Linked DNA regions of Sus scrofa: region 1 is linked to region 2. A link is a contact called in public HiChIP or PLAC-seq data. All regions are on one chromosome and are shown on one strand. Each heading gives the region's core, a stretch centred on a gene start, on an enhancer-like site or on the middle of the called end of the contact. The rest is flanking DNA. Distances are from core to core; before and after follow the strand shown.

Region 1 (6,655 bases), core at 1,495-3,994, 130 kb after region 2:
GCTAGGGGTCTAATCAGAGCTATAGCTGCTGGCCTACACCACGGCCACAGCAATGCAAGTGGGTTGGGTCTGCGACCTATACCACAGCTCACGGCAACGCCAGATCCTTAACCTACTGATTGAGGCCAAGGATCGAACCTGCATCCTCATGGATACTAGTCTGGTTTGTCACTGCTGAGCCATGACGGGAACACCTGTATATTTAATTTCGGGAGAAAAATCACCCACAGTATGTAGAGTTTTATAGCATAGTCATATGGCAGAGAAATGAAGGATGAAGACCAGACATAATAGATGTTATCAGTATCAGGCAGAGTGGTTAGCACTTTACATGGACTATCACCCCTGAAATCCTATAAGACAAGGATTGTTATTCTTCCCATTTTATAGATCAAGAAACAGAGGCTTGAAAATGTTTACCCAAGGTAACTTGTCAGCAAGTGGTGGGGCCAAAACTGGGACCCAAGCCTATCTGATGCCAGGGTCTGGTCTTTTAACAATCATCTGACATTGCTGTGATCTTTAAAAGCCAAGTGGCCCCACAGAACACTCAGTGCAAGAGGAGGAAGAGGGGGAAAGAAGGAGGCAGAGGGGAGGGGAAGAGGAGAGGGAGAGGGAGGGAGAGAGAGAAAGAACTAACATATATGTTGGGAATATTATAAAAGAAGCATGTAGAGGTTACAAATATGAAGAACTTCACATCAAATCTGGTGATCTCTTTGTTTCTTGCTTATTTTTTTCACTCTTCCAGTTTCAGTTCTTCTGGTAATTTTTTTTTTTAAAGAGGAGCAAGTACTTATATCTTAGTCAATTATAAAATTGATTAACAGTAAATCATCTCTTCCTCCCTTCTACTTTTTCCAAATCTTTATTAAACACCCACATTAAACACTACTGTGTGCCAGACCCTGTCATTGATATTCTACCTCTAAATCCCACTTAATTTACTTGGAGTAAGATGAAAAAATATTTTAACTATTGACACAGACTAAGACAATGGGGCACTAGGTTAAAAAAGCAACAAACTGTCAGAATAGTAAAAGTGATGACATGAAAAAAATCAGATGAAGCCTCATGTTCATGAACCAGACCAGATGTCCAGCTCAAGTGACAACTCCACTCTCCCTGACCTTCACCATGAAAGACATAAAACCACCATTAATGCTTAGGCTACTTGAGAAAGGCCTTTTGTGGGAAAAAAAAACAGATAAAGGGAGTGGGCAGGAACCAGAGGATCAATGAGAGTCAATGAGAAAAATTGGAAATACCTAATTTTCATATTGTTTATGGCCTGGTGGCTCTGTGAATCATGAAAAAAAGAGTTAAGACCTGTCCATATATATATATATATTTTTTTTTTCTTTTTTGGCCTCACCCATAGCATATGATATGGAAGCTGCCAAGCCAGGGATGGAATCCAAGCCACAACTATGACCTACGACACAGCTGCGACCTACACCACAGCTGCAGCAATGCTGGATCCTTAACCCACTGCATTAAGGGGCTGGGGATCAAACCTCTGCCTCCACAGTGACCGGAGCCACTGCAAAGACACTGCCAGATCCTTAACCCACTGTGCCACAGTGAGGATGCCAAAACTTTGTCTATCTTGTTCATCATTACATCCACAGCACTTGGCATCCTACCAGGAATATAGAAGGTGCTCTATAAATAAAAAATTTCAATAGATAAATGAATTAATTAATAGGCCAGAAAATCACAAAGTAGCAGTGACTGTATTGTCTCTGTTATTTGATACAAAAAGAAGAGCCATTCATCCAGAAAATGTTGACGTCTCTATATCCCATTTATGTACATCCAGAAATCTCTGATAGCCTAGCAGTTCTATTATGAATCCACATCTCACAGTAACAATTAAAAAACACAGTCATCTATGACTCTGATATAAGATACAACCATAGATAAGAGATGAGAGGCAGCACGTGGAGGGAATTAGTCACTTCCTAACTTCTAAACCTGTTTGGTTTCATAAAGAGGTTCAGTCACCCTCAAGATTCGTCATAGCCATGAGGGAACCTTCCTCATGGAAAAGATCACCTTGTTGGTTTCTGTTTAATGACCCCACTGACCACTGCCTTCCAAGCATCCTGAATCAAGAACTGATTGTGAAATATGGGGAAATCTTGTTTAGCTCAAATCATAAGACCCCAAAGTCCTCCCCAAGAGTCACTGATATTTAGACTGATCAAGTGTAATGGGAAAAGCAAACAGTCTGCTCAGTTTTCCTCCATGATGTCACCCGTTTCTTTCTACCTCACCACAAGGGAGTTTTATATAGTAGTCATAAAAGTACCGTGTAAAAAAAAAATTAGAGCACATTGAATTGACAATAGATTTTAGTAGTCATTTTTATTCAGCACATATTAGCTCCCTGTCTTAACAATCCTCAGAAGCCACTGATAGTAATTGCCTTGGAGCCTCTCTGCCTTGACTAGAGAAAAGTTCAGACAGAACCCAAAAGAGCAAAAGACAAGCAAGGCTCAATGGAGGTGAGAAAGCACAGCTGCAAGGGGCATAGAGAAGAGGAAACTGGCGTGGAAAACAGGGTCACTAAAAAAACAGACAAGCAAAGCTCAAATGGGTTACAAAGCATTTGAGTCTAGACGTAGTGATAACAGAAGTAATAGCACCAAATAAAACATGAAGAAAGCAGTATATAGATGGATAGGACAGAAAGAGGAAGCAAAGAGAGAAGTTAAATACAATGTCAGAGAAAACCACACTTAGGCGATGAAGACCTGGGTCATAGAAAAGTCAAGACAGGGGGTTCCTACTGTGGCTCAGCAGGTTAAGAATCTGACTGGAGTCCATGAGGCTATGGGTTTGATCCCTGGCTTCACTCAGTGGGTTAAGGACCTGACATTGCCACAAGCTGCGGCATAGGTCCTGGATGCAGCTTGGATCTGGCATTGCTGTGGTTGTGGCATAGCCTGGCAGCTACAGCTCCAATTCAACTCTAGCCTGGGAACTTCCATATGTCACAGGTGTGGCCCTTAAAAAAAAAAAAAAAAAAAAAAGTCAAAGCAGTAACAGATTAAAGACTCACTAGATTGTGTATCCTTGGGGTTGCCTGATTCTGGCACCACCATGCACAGTATATTTTTGTTGAATGAATGGGATGAAGAATGAAAAGATGAAGAAGAAAAGTGACAGGCTTGGCAGCTATAGGGTAGCTCTAAGGATTTACTCGAAAGAATAAGAAAAGGAGAAGTACCTGTGATAAGTTAGAGAAGCATAGCATTTGGCCACAGGATCAGAGTAACAGCAGGAATTCTGAGAGGAGCTGCCCAGTGAGCAGTCAGCAGTATGAGCTGACTGCTCAGTCCATGAAAGAATCAGGAGTGGAGCTGAAAGTTTAGGGGTACAATCTAGTGGCAGGTAAGTAAGTGAGATCACAAGAGAGAAGCTGAGGACAAGGCGCAGAGCATAGGCACAGTAGGAAAGGGAATGAACAAAGGGGGATAAAGCAAGATCAAGACAAAAACAAAAAACAAGAAGAACTAAGAAGATGTCATCTCATGACTTTGGTGGAGAAAGTTTCAAGGAATGGTTTGTGTTGTAATGAGAAGGATATGGGCCTGAGAGTGAAGGAGGCTGAACCTGAGCCCTGGCTCTGTCAGAAGCTTAATTTTGGCCTGAGGCAAATGCCCAAAGTTGTGTGGCCTCCAGGTAATACTCTGCAAGAGGTCTCTGAGGGTTATGCCAGCTCTCAGCATCCTTGGAATCCTGAGGACTGAAGATGTCAGAAATCAGGACAGAAGGAATAAGGAAAAGAGAGTGGGAATTAATCTCAAAGCAAAAAGTCTCCATTAAGGGCAGAAACCAACAGGCAAGGACTGAGAAGAAAAGAATAGATAGGGCTTCAAGATTTTGCAAACAAATACACAAGCCCAGAAAATCAGCAGGATCAAAAAGAGGAGAGACTAGAGTTCACTGAAGCCAAGGAGAGGAGAGATTATAAAGGTGAAAATTTGAGACAAGATCTTAGAGAAAATGAGTAAGGATCCAAAGTAGAAGTACATAAAAATGAAAGAACTTTTTCCCTGGGGTGCTAGGAAGAACGGTGCCATATCAGTAATATGAGGGCAAAAAAATTTAAATAGAGACTGCTTCCCTAGAGCTGAGTCTCTTAACAACATGGTCTGAAAAGATGGTAAATCTTTGTATTAGTTATCTTTTGCAGTATTACAAATTACCCAAAAACCTGTGGTTTAAAACACCAAGTATTACAGTTGATAAGGAGCAAGAATCCAGAAACACCTCAGCTTGGTTGTTCTGGCACAGGCTCTCTCATGAGACATGTAGTCATGATGCCTGCCTGGGCTAAAATCATCTGAAGGTTTGACTGGGGCTGGAAAATCCATCTCTGGGATGGCTAACTCACAGGGTGGTAGGCTGGAGGCCTCGCTTCTTTGTCAGGTGTACCTTAGGTCATGCCATGGCAGCTGACATCCCCCCAGAGCAAAAGACACAAGAGAGTAACCAAAATAAAAGCTACAATATCTTTATGACCTAGTCTCTTAAGTGACACAGTCATTCTACCATATTCTGTTTATTAGAAAAGAGCTCCTAAGTCCAGCTCACTCTCAAGGAAAGGTGAGGAGTATAAAATAACTTGTGGATAAATTTTAAAACCATCACGTCTTCAAAGACCATGTGGATTAGGAAGAGGACTGGTAATTTAGAAAAAAGTAGCTGTGAAATATCCACTGAGGGAATATTCTAGGGATTATTGAGTATAGATTAGAACATTCTCCAAAAGGAACCCTCCTACACCTTGGTGGGAATATAAGTTGGTGCAGCCACTATGGAAAACAGTATGGAGGTTCCTCAGAAAACTAAATATACAACTACTATATGATCCAGCAATCCCACTCCTGGGCATATATCCAGACAAAACTATAATTCAAAGACATACATGCACCCCAATGTTCATTGCAGCACTATTCACAACAGCAAACATATTGGAACAACTTAAATGGCCATTGGCAGATAAATGAATGAAGATGTGGTAATCGGAGCTCCCATCATGGCTCAGTGGTTAACAAATCTGACTAGGAACAATGAGGTTTTGGGTTCGATACCTGGCCTTGCTCAGTGGGTTAAGGATCCAGCGTTGCCGTGAGCTGTGGTGTAGGTCACAGATGTGGCTCAGATCCCGCATTGCTGTGGCTCTGGCATAGGCCGGTGGCTACAGTTCTGATTAGACCCCTAGCCTTGGAAACTCCATATGCCCTAGAAAAGGCAAAAAGAAAAAAAAAAAAATGTGGTAATATACACATTGGAATACTACTCAGCCATTAAAAAGAATGAAATAATGCAATTTGCAGCAACATGGATGCAACTAGAGATTATCAAACTAAGTGAATTAAGTCAGAAAGAGAAAGACAAATACCATATGATATCACTTATATGTGAAATTGAAAATATGACACAAAGGAATCCATCTACAAAACAGAAACAGACTCATGGATATAGACAACAGACTTGTGGTTGCCTAAGGGGGAGGGGGATGGGGGAGGGGTGGAATGGAAGGTTGGGGTTAGCAAATGTAAACTATTATATATAGAATGGATAAAAAAACAAGGCCCTATTATATAGCACAGGGAGCTATATTCAATATCCTATGATAAATCCTAATGGAAAATAATATTTTTAAAAAAGAATGTATATTTTTAAAAGATTCCTAAGAAGGAACTTAATGCTACAACAACAATAACAAAATGGTCTTTTACAAAGAGTGAAAATAATGACGTGACTTTATACCAGGAAAAATGCTATTGCTATCAGAGTAAAAGCTTTAAAAAAAAAAAAAAACATTAAGTCATAACAGATTAAGAGATTAAAAGCACACCAGAGCCACCAGACACATTGACTTCTATGGAATTACAAATGAAACACTGATATATGCATAAAATCTGGCACACGGCTAAGCTCACTGCAGTGGTCAATGAAGTTCAATTTGAGCCCTTATCCAATTAGGTAGGAAAGTTCTGTGCAGTTTACCCCAGTGCTCTCAGTTCCACTGAATTAATTATCCCCTGAAAGCAATTTAGAGCAAGAATCACATTGTTGTTGTTATTGTTGTTTATTTTAGTATCCCCAATGTTAGTATAACATCTGTAGGAAAGAAAGCATAGAGACCATGTGAATATCTATTTGATGAAAAGATGTGTGGGTGGATGGATGGATGAAACCAGTTCAAAAGGAGAAGATAATGCGTGTTATTTCCCTTTGTGCACTTTGAATGTTTAGATTTTAATGGGGTAAGAAAGTATTGAACTCACTTTTTCTTAACCTTGGAAATATTGGTCGTTTACATAGGATCATATAACACACGATGTAGTAGCCAAATATCCATTCTAAGACAGGAAATAATTAGCAAGTGTATTAGGGGTGCTATTATGTTGAATTATTAACAAAAATATTTGTTAAGGGAGTTCCCGTCGTGGCGCAGTGGTTAACGAATCTGACTAGGAACCATGAGGTTGCGGGTTCGGTCCCTGCCCTTGCTCAGTGGGTTAACGATCCGGCGTTGCCGTGAGCTGTGGTGTAGGTTGCAGACGCGGCTCGGATCCTGCATTGCTGTGGCTCTGGCGTAGGCCGGTGGCTACAGCTCCAATTCAACCCCTAG
Region 2 (6,003 bases), core at 1,548-4,047:
GAAGTTGTGGTACATACATACAATGGAATACTACTCAGCCATTAAAAAAGAAAGAAAGAATGCCCTTTGCATCAGCATGGATGCAACTAGCGATTATCATACTAAGTGAAATAAGTCAGAAAGAAAAAGACAAATATCATGATATCACTTATATGTGGATGTAAAATATGGCACAAATGAGCTGATCTACAAAACAGAAACAGACTCACAGACATAGAGAATAGACTTAGGGTTGCCACGGAGGAGGGAGAGGGATGGACTGGGAGTTAGGAGTTAGTAGATGCAAACTATTAAATTTAGAATGTTTAAACAGCAAGGTCCTACTGTAAAGTATAGGGAAATATATCCAATCTCTTGGAATAGATCATGATGGAAAATAATATTTTAAAAAAGAAGATATATATATATATATACATATACACACACACATATATATATGTATGACTGAGTAACTTTGTGGTACAGCAGAAAGTGGCACAACATTGTAAATCAACAATACTTTCATTTTTAAAAAAAGAAAGAAAAAACAATGGGAAGATTAATGCTAAACATGGTAGTATTAAAATGTGTATGAGGAGATTTGTGTGAAGTGATAGTTTTCTTTGCAGACTTAATTTGAAGAAAGGATCACAGAAAGCCTCCAGAAGATGAGAAGAGAAGTATTAAACATTGAGTGGTTTATTTCCCAACATGAAATTTCAACATCAAAGGTAAAACTAAGCCAGAATTTAGTAAGGAGGGAGGCACAGTAAGTGACCATTATTTCCTACGTGGGTCAAGCCAACCTTGTGTTAAAAGATGCAATGTCTAGTTATCTAATACATGATATACTTTCCTGAAAATAACTTCGAGGGTTTTTTTTTTAATTGAAGTGTGGTTCATTTACAAGTTTGTGTTAATATCTGACATAAAGCAAAATGATTCAGAACATAACTTCAAGTTTTGAGATGCTTGTGGCTTTTTTAAATATCATATTTTTATTTTGTAAAAACTTAAAGGTCACTAGGTCTCATAAAAATGGCATCTAATTGTTTTTTTAAAAACCTGTTTTCACAAAATAAATATTGGAAACAAACACTTCAGGCATTTCAAATACTTTTTATATTAAGTACCTCTTCTTTTAAACAAGAATAATATCTTCCTGACAGACACACCATAGTTTCCATCTGCACCCAAAGTTCTGCAAGTCTATAAACATTTTATCAAAATATTTTAAATTGGTCAAATATTTAATCCTAATAACATAATGTTAATATTTAAGTATAAAATTACTTGATTTTTTACACATAAGTTTTACCTTTTATTGTGCTCCATTATACAATTTTACATAGTGACATTATTATTTTAAATAATTATGCAAACTAAATTCACGTTTTTGAGCTCTGCTTCTCAGTTTATAGATTATCGGAAAAAGTATGAACAAAGAACACTGGTGTAATTTTCCAAGTACTTTAAAGTTGCTTAAATATTTACAGATCTGTAAGAAGCCTGTTTGAAAACATGAACATTCTGGTGTCAGGAAGAATTTCTATAACCAGTTCTATAGGAATAAAGTTTAATTAAAATGTAATTTGCTTTTAATATATTGCTAACGCATTAACAATTTTTTAAAAAACCAAAACCAAAACAAACAAAAACCCCAAAAAACCTAACAACCACAGATAAAGAAAGCTGACCCCCTACCTGTCTGAAGTGGGTTGGGAAGTTGAAGAGGCACGGCTTGCTCTCCACAGGAGAAAGGGGGCGGCAGCAGGCACACATCCCTCTTCCTGGGACCCCCTGTCCACCTCACGAACCTGTGCAACTGTGTTCTACTTGCTTTCAGTTCATTTTGATAATTTAAAATAACACCACAGAAGATGGGGAGGGCATGGTTTAAGTGCAATATGAAACCCGATGGAACTGTGTGCATATTTGCTAGCAGTAATATTACCACCTAAATAATAAGAGTTGTGACACTGTGAGTTCTCTTTAGCATAGTTTTGATACAGAGAACAGCCAGTGTAATTTACCACTTAGGGAAACATTTCCTGTACAGGGTTATTCATCGTAGATATTTTCTTATAAGCAGTTCATTCAAACATGATTTTATGACAGGCCCATGAATCCAGCAAGAAAAATAAGCTTGTAAAAGTATCTGTCCTGTTATCTCTTCAGCGGAATGGAATTTTTCTGTAATTTTCCATAAAGCACTTCTCTAATTTTTACTTAAAGTACCATACATGGACTATAGGCAAACATTTGTTATTTTCCAAACCAAGCATTGTGAAATTTCTCTTTAGATAAAATAAACTTTGCCTTTCTGCACTGGCATACATCTCATTTTGTATATGGGCATACACACACACACACACACACACACCATGACACACAGAGGCAGCAAAAGGAGGGTGGAAAATCTATGGATTCAGAAGCAGAAACCTTGGGAGCCAATTATGATTCTGTGTGCCAAACTATATGACATGAACAAAGTCACATAATTTTCCTGAATTCCAATTTCCTTTTATACCAACGAGTTATAATATTTACCTCTCTGCCTCTCTCAGAGAAACATGATAATACCCTCAAAAGATGACATATAGGAAAATATTTTGTACAAAGGTAGGATTTTCACAAAATATTTAAATATATTTCTTATGCTTTAGGGGCTCAGTTTCGATAAGAACTATCTTTGTTAGGCAAAAGTTAAGTTATGAAACTAAAAGTACAACTTTCCATATGATGTGGAGTTTCCTGTTCTGTGTTTTACAAGGCCATGTCCCAGATGGGCGGTTATTTATTACCATATGACCAACTCCAGCTTTGATTACAGTTATTAGAACATGAAAATATTGACAGAGCTGAGATCTCAGTTGTGCAATACAAGGACCATGAGAATCTAAAATGTCATGAGGGATCATCCTTCCCTCATGGGTTTCAACAGCTCAAGAGGTCGAGGATAATTTCAACAAAGCCATTAGGGTTGGAAATAAAAGGTTAAATATTACCTTACCGGTGAATTGACTAACTAGACTTCCCTGCTGGTCCTCAGTGGTCATGCTGAGACCTGGACTTTGACGTGCCTGGTGAGGCTGACCTAAGGCCAAGGAGGAGGAAGTCAGTCCTTTCTGGGGGGCACCGCCTGCCCTGGAGCTACTGGGCTCCATCCCAAGTACCTGTGGGCTCCATCGCTCTGGACCAGTACCGTAGCCATAGCTCAGGGCCTGGGGTGGGGCCTCCCTCCTGAACTGCCCCTGCCTCTGACTTCCCATCACTCCCAAAGGGCTTCTTGTTGTCTGTGAAGTTGCTGCTCTGGATCTGGCTTTCCTGTGCCTCGTACAAGTGCCAGTCAACTTAACTGATCAACTGAGTTCAAGGGCCTCACCCCGAAATGACTCCAGTGGGCCGGGCAGATAAAGTAAAGGGTAAAATGGGCCAAGCAGAGACTGTCACCCCGGAGGGTGCCTGAACCATGAAATCAGTGACCTCTGAGCTACAGTTCTTTGTAACATCACAGAAATAGAGGACTCAGGGTGGCCAGAAATTATCACCAGAATCCAGGAATCTGTGTTTTTAGCTAAAATCTTGACTGTTTAAATGTTGGGAAGTAAATCCAAATATTTTCTAATGTTTTTTAAAGTTTGTTCTTTGTTTGCCTTAAAGTCTAAGTAGACAGAACACATCAACAAGCCATATTCAGCCCACCAGCAGCCACCTTTCCACCTCTCATCTAACAGGTGCAAAAGGGAGAATATTAAAGGAGGATCCCTCCCCGTATACACACAGAATCCTCTTTGCCCTGTCAGTTAACATATGTGCATCAGAGAAACAGCCTGTCAGTGCCCCATTTTACTTTGTTGGAAGTCAAAAGGAACTGGTTCTGATGAGTACTTCAGACTAGATTGGAAGAAAAGGTGACCCATGTCACCAAGGAGGAAATATTGTCGGAAATCAGGCCTCACAGCTTCCCCTTTGCCCTCTCTATGACAAATATAGCCCACTCTGCACTAAGACAGCCCTGAGAACTTCATCCATGGGGGATGCCATATGGTCGCCCTGCCAGCTGCTTTGTAACCCCTCGCCCAGGCCTTTGGCTGGTCCAGGGTCTCTGGGTGAAGGGAGAAGATTGTACGCCAGAGGGCGGGACATACACAAGTCAACACGCCAGCCCAGTGCCCACATGAGGAAGTCATGGGTCGGTTGGCAAGTTATTAGCAAAGATAGAAATAAGAGCAGAGTTCATTATTTCCAATGAATAATAAAAAAAAAAAAAGTTACTAATTTAGAGAATCACAGAGTAATGCCCAGAGATGCTTCTAAACCCGCTATGTCAACACGATGTGAGGGCTTACAGTGCAATACAAACACACTGAAGAAAAGATGGTGCCCTGTACCCAGGCCCTTCATGTAGGTAGAGACTTTTCTATATGCTGCAGAAATGTCAGGCCAGCACTTCTCAGAAATGGAGAAGGCCAAGAGACGTTATCAGTGGTCAAGAGATTATTCTAGCTGATTACACTGCCAACACCCAATAATTGTCTCCATTTCAACCAGAAACTGATCAAGTATGACAAATGTGGCCTTGTTACTCAAGAGGTCTCTGGAAAGCATCGCTCTGCTGTTTGTGACTTTTGAAAATCAAAAAATGACTCAACCCAAAAGAAAAAAAAAAAAGATTTGATTGAATTACCTTGCAGAAACCACCTTTAAAATCAGTGAGCCTGCAAATGGGATCTTAGCCAGTCTGGAAGCAGGCCATGATAGGCTCTCTCTACAGAGAACCAGTCTGTCCAAAGCCATGGGAAGTGCAAGCTTGAAAGTCCACAGTCCAGGATCAAGACCTGTCTGGCTGCTCTGCCATGGCTGAGAAAGGAGCTGCTCCTCTTATGTAATGGGAGCCAGGCTTACAACACAGGGCACCAAGAATGGCTCCCAGTGAAAGCAACAAGGGCTGCATGGTAGCCATCACCCACAGGAACTGGTTTAACTGTCACATTCTGCTTTGTTGGCATATGTTTTACTGGGAGGTTTTTATAGCTTTCATTAGTATTCCAGAAAAAAAAAAAAAAAAAGATTATCAATCATGTCATTACCAGTCCTCCCATTTAACCTTGGAGAAACTAGGATGAGCAGGTAGCCTTTCTCAGCTCCCTTCCAAAATTAGTCGCTTTGACATATAGGATGCTGTAGCCCAAACCGCTGGCCACAGCAGTAGTCCCCTCCATTGCGATGAAATGTGACAAGAGAGGGAGAAGATCCAGATGGAGTAGGAAGTCATCTCTTGGTTTGGGTCTGTTAATTTATGAGAGAGGAAGGGGTCGTCTCTACCATTTCAGAAATGTCAGCTGAGACTTTAGATTGTGTCCACCCAGAATATTTTGTTGTTCCCCCCCCCCAAAGCACTATGGAACCATATTCCGCTTTAGGAACAATTTCCAAGTGTGACTTCAACTGGAAATTTTATGAGCTCATTCAGGCACGACCTGTGTCATTTAACAAAATGCTGCTTCAGTGCAGAAATAAATATGCTTGTAGGGGGTGGGGGGGATCCCTATGTCTAACCTACAAAGGAGTCCTTAATTCAACCCACAAAGAACTGGCCTATTACCTATCATCACAGGCTCAGCAGGGAGGGAGAGAGCAGCTACTCAGGTCAAGTTTTGTAGAGGGGAAAAAAAAAAAGTGTGACATGCCCTATAAAATAAAATCTTTTATATTTGTATAGTAGGAGTTTTAAGATGCTTTTTTTATACAACTAATGCAATTCTCACAACCACCCTTGTTTTATAGAAGAAGCACCAGAGGCTCAGGGGTGTTAAAACTTGCCCAAAAGCCCTTCCCTTCTAAAATGCTCACAGACACAGAGAACAAGCTTGTGGTTGCCAAGGGGGAGAGAGAGGGAGTAGGATGGACGGGGAGTTTGAGGTTAGTAGCTGCAAACTATGAGGTCCTCCTATATAGCATAGGGAACTATATCCAATCTCTTGGGATAGACCAAGATGGAAGCTAGTATAAGAAAAAGAA

The links. HiChIP or PLAC-seq counts read pairs in DNA pulled down with a chosen protein or histone mark.
Region 1: a contact with region 2 is called in an H3K27ac HiChIP or PLAC-seq map of alveolar macrophages. The contact joins two enhancer-like sites. A contact is called at or near these places in 2 of 2 datasets of contacts at active chromatin or transcription factors (alveolar macrophages and skeletal muscle).

What each region holds. Positions count from the first base shown.
Region 1 is chr1:72,146,682-72,153,336 of Sscrofa11.1, forward strand. No RefSeq gene overlaps it. Among named protein-coding and RNA genes, the nearest start is that of PRDM1, 160 kb to the right of the region's middle. Within about 2 kb of position 2,745, at least 1 of the 83 cell types and tissues checked has an H3K27ac peak or open chromatin away from gene starts, as enhancers often do. A contact at or near this core is called in alveolar macrophages, where this site is marked.
Region 2 is chr1:72,017,289-72,023,291 of Sscrofa11.1, forward strand. It overlaps a transcript of PREP not described here. Among named protein-coding and RNA genes, the nearest start is that of PRDM1, 290 kb to the right of the region's middle. Within about 2 kb of position 2,798, at least 9 of the 83 cell types and tissues checked have an H3K27ac peak or open chromatin away from gene starts, as enhancers often do. A contact at or near this core is called in alveolar macrophages, where this site is marked.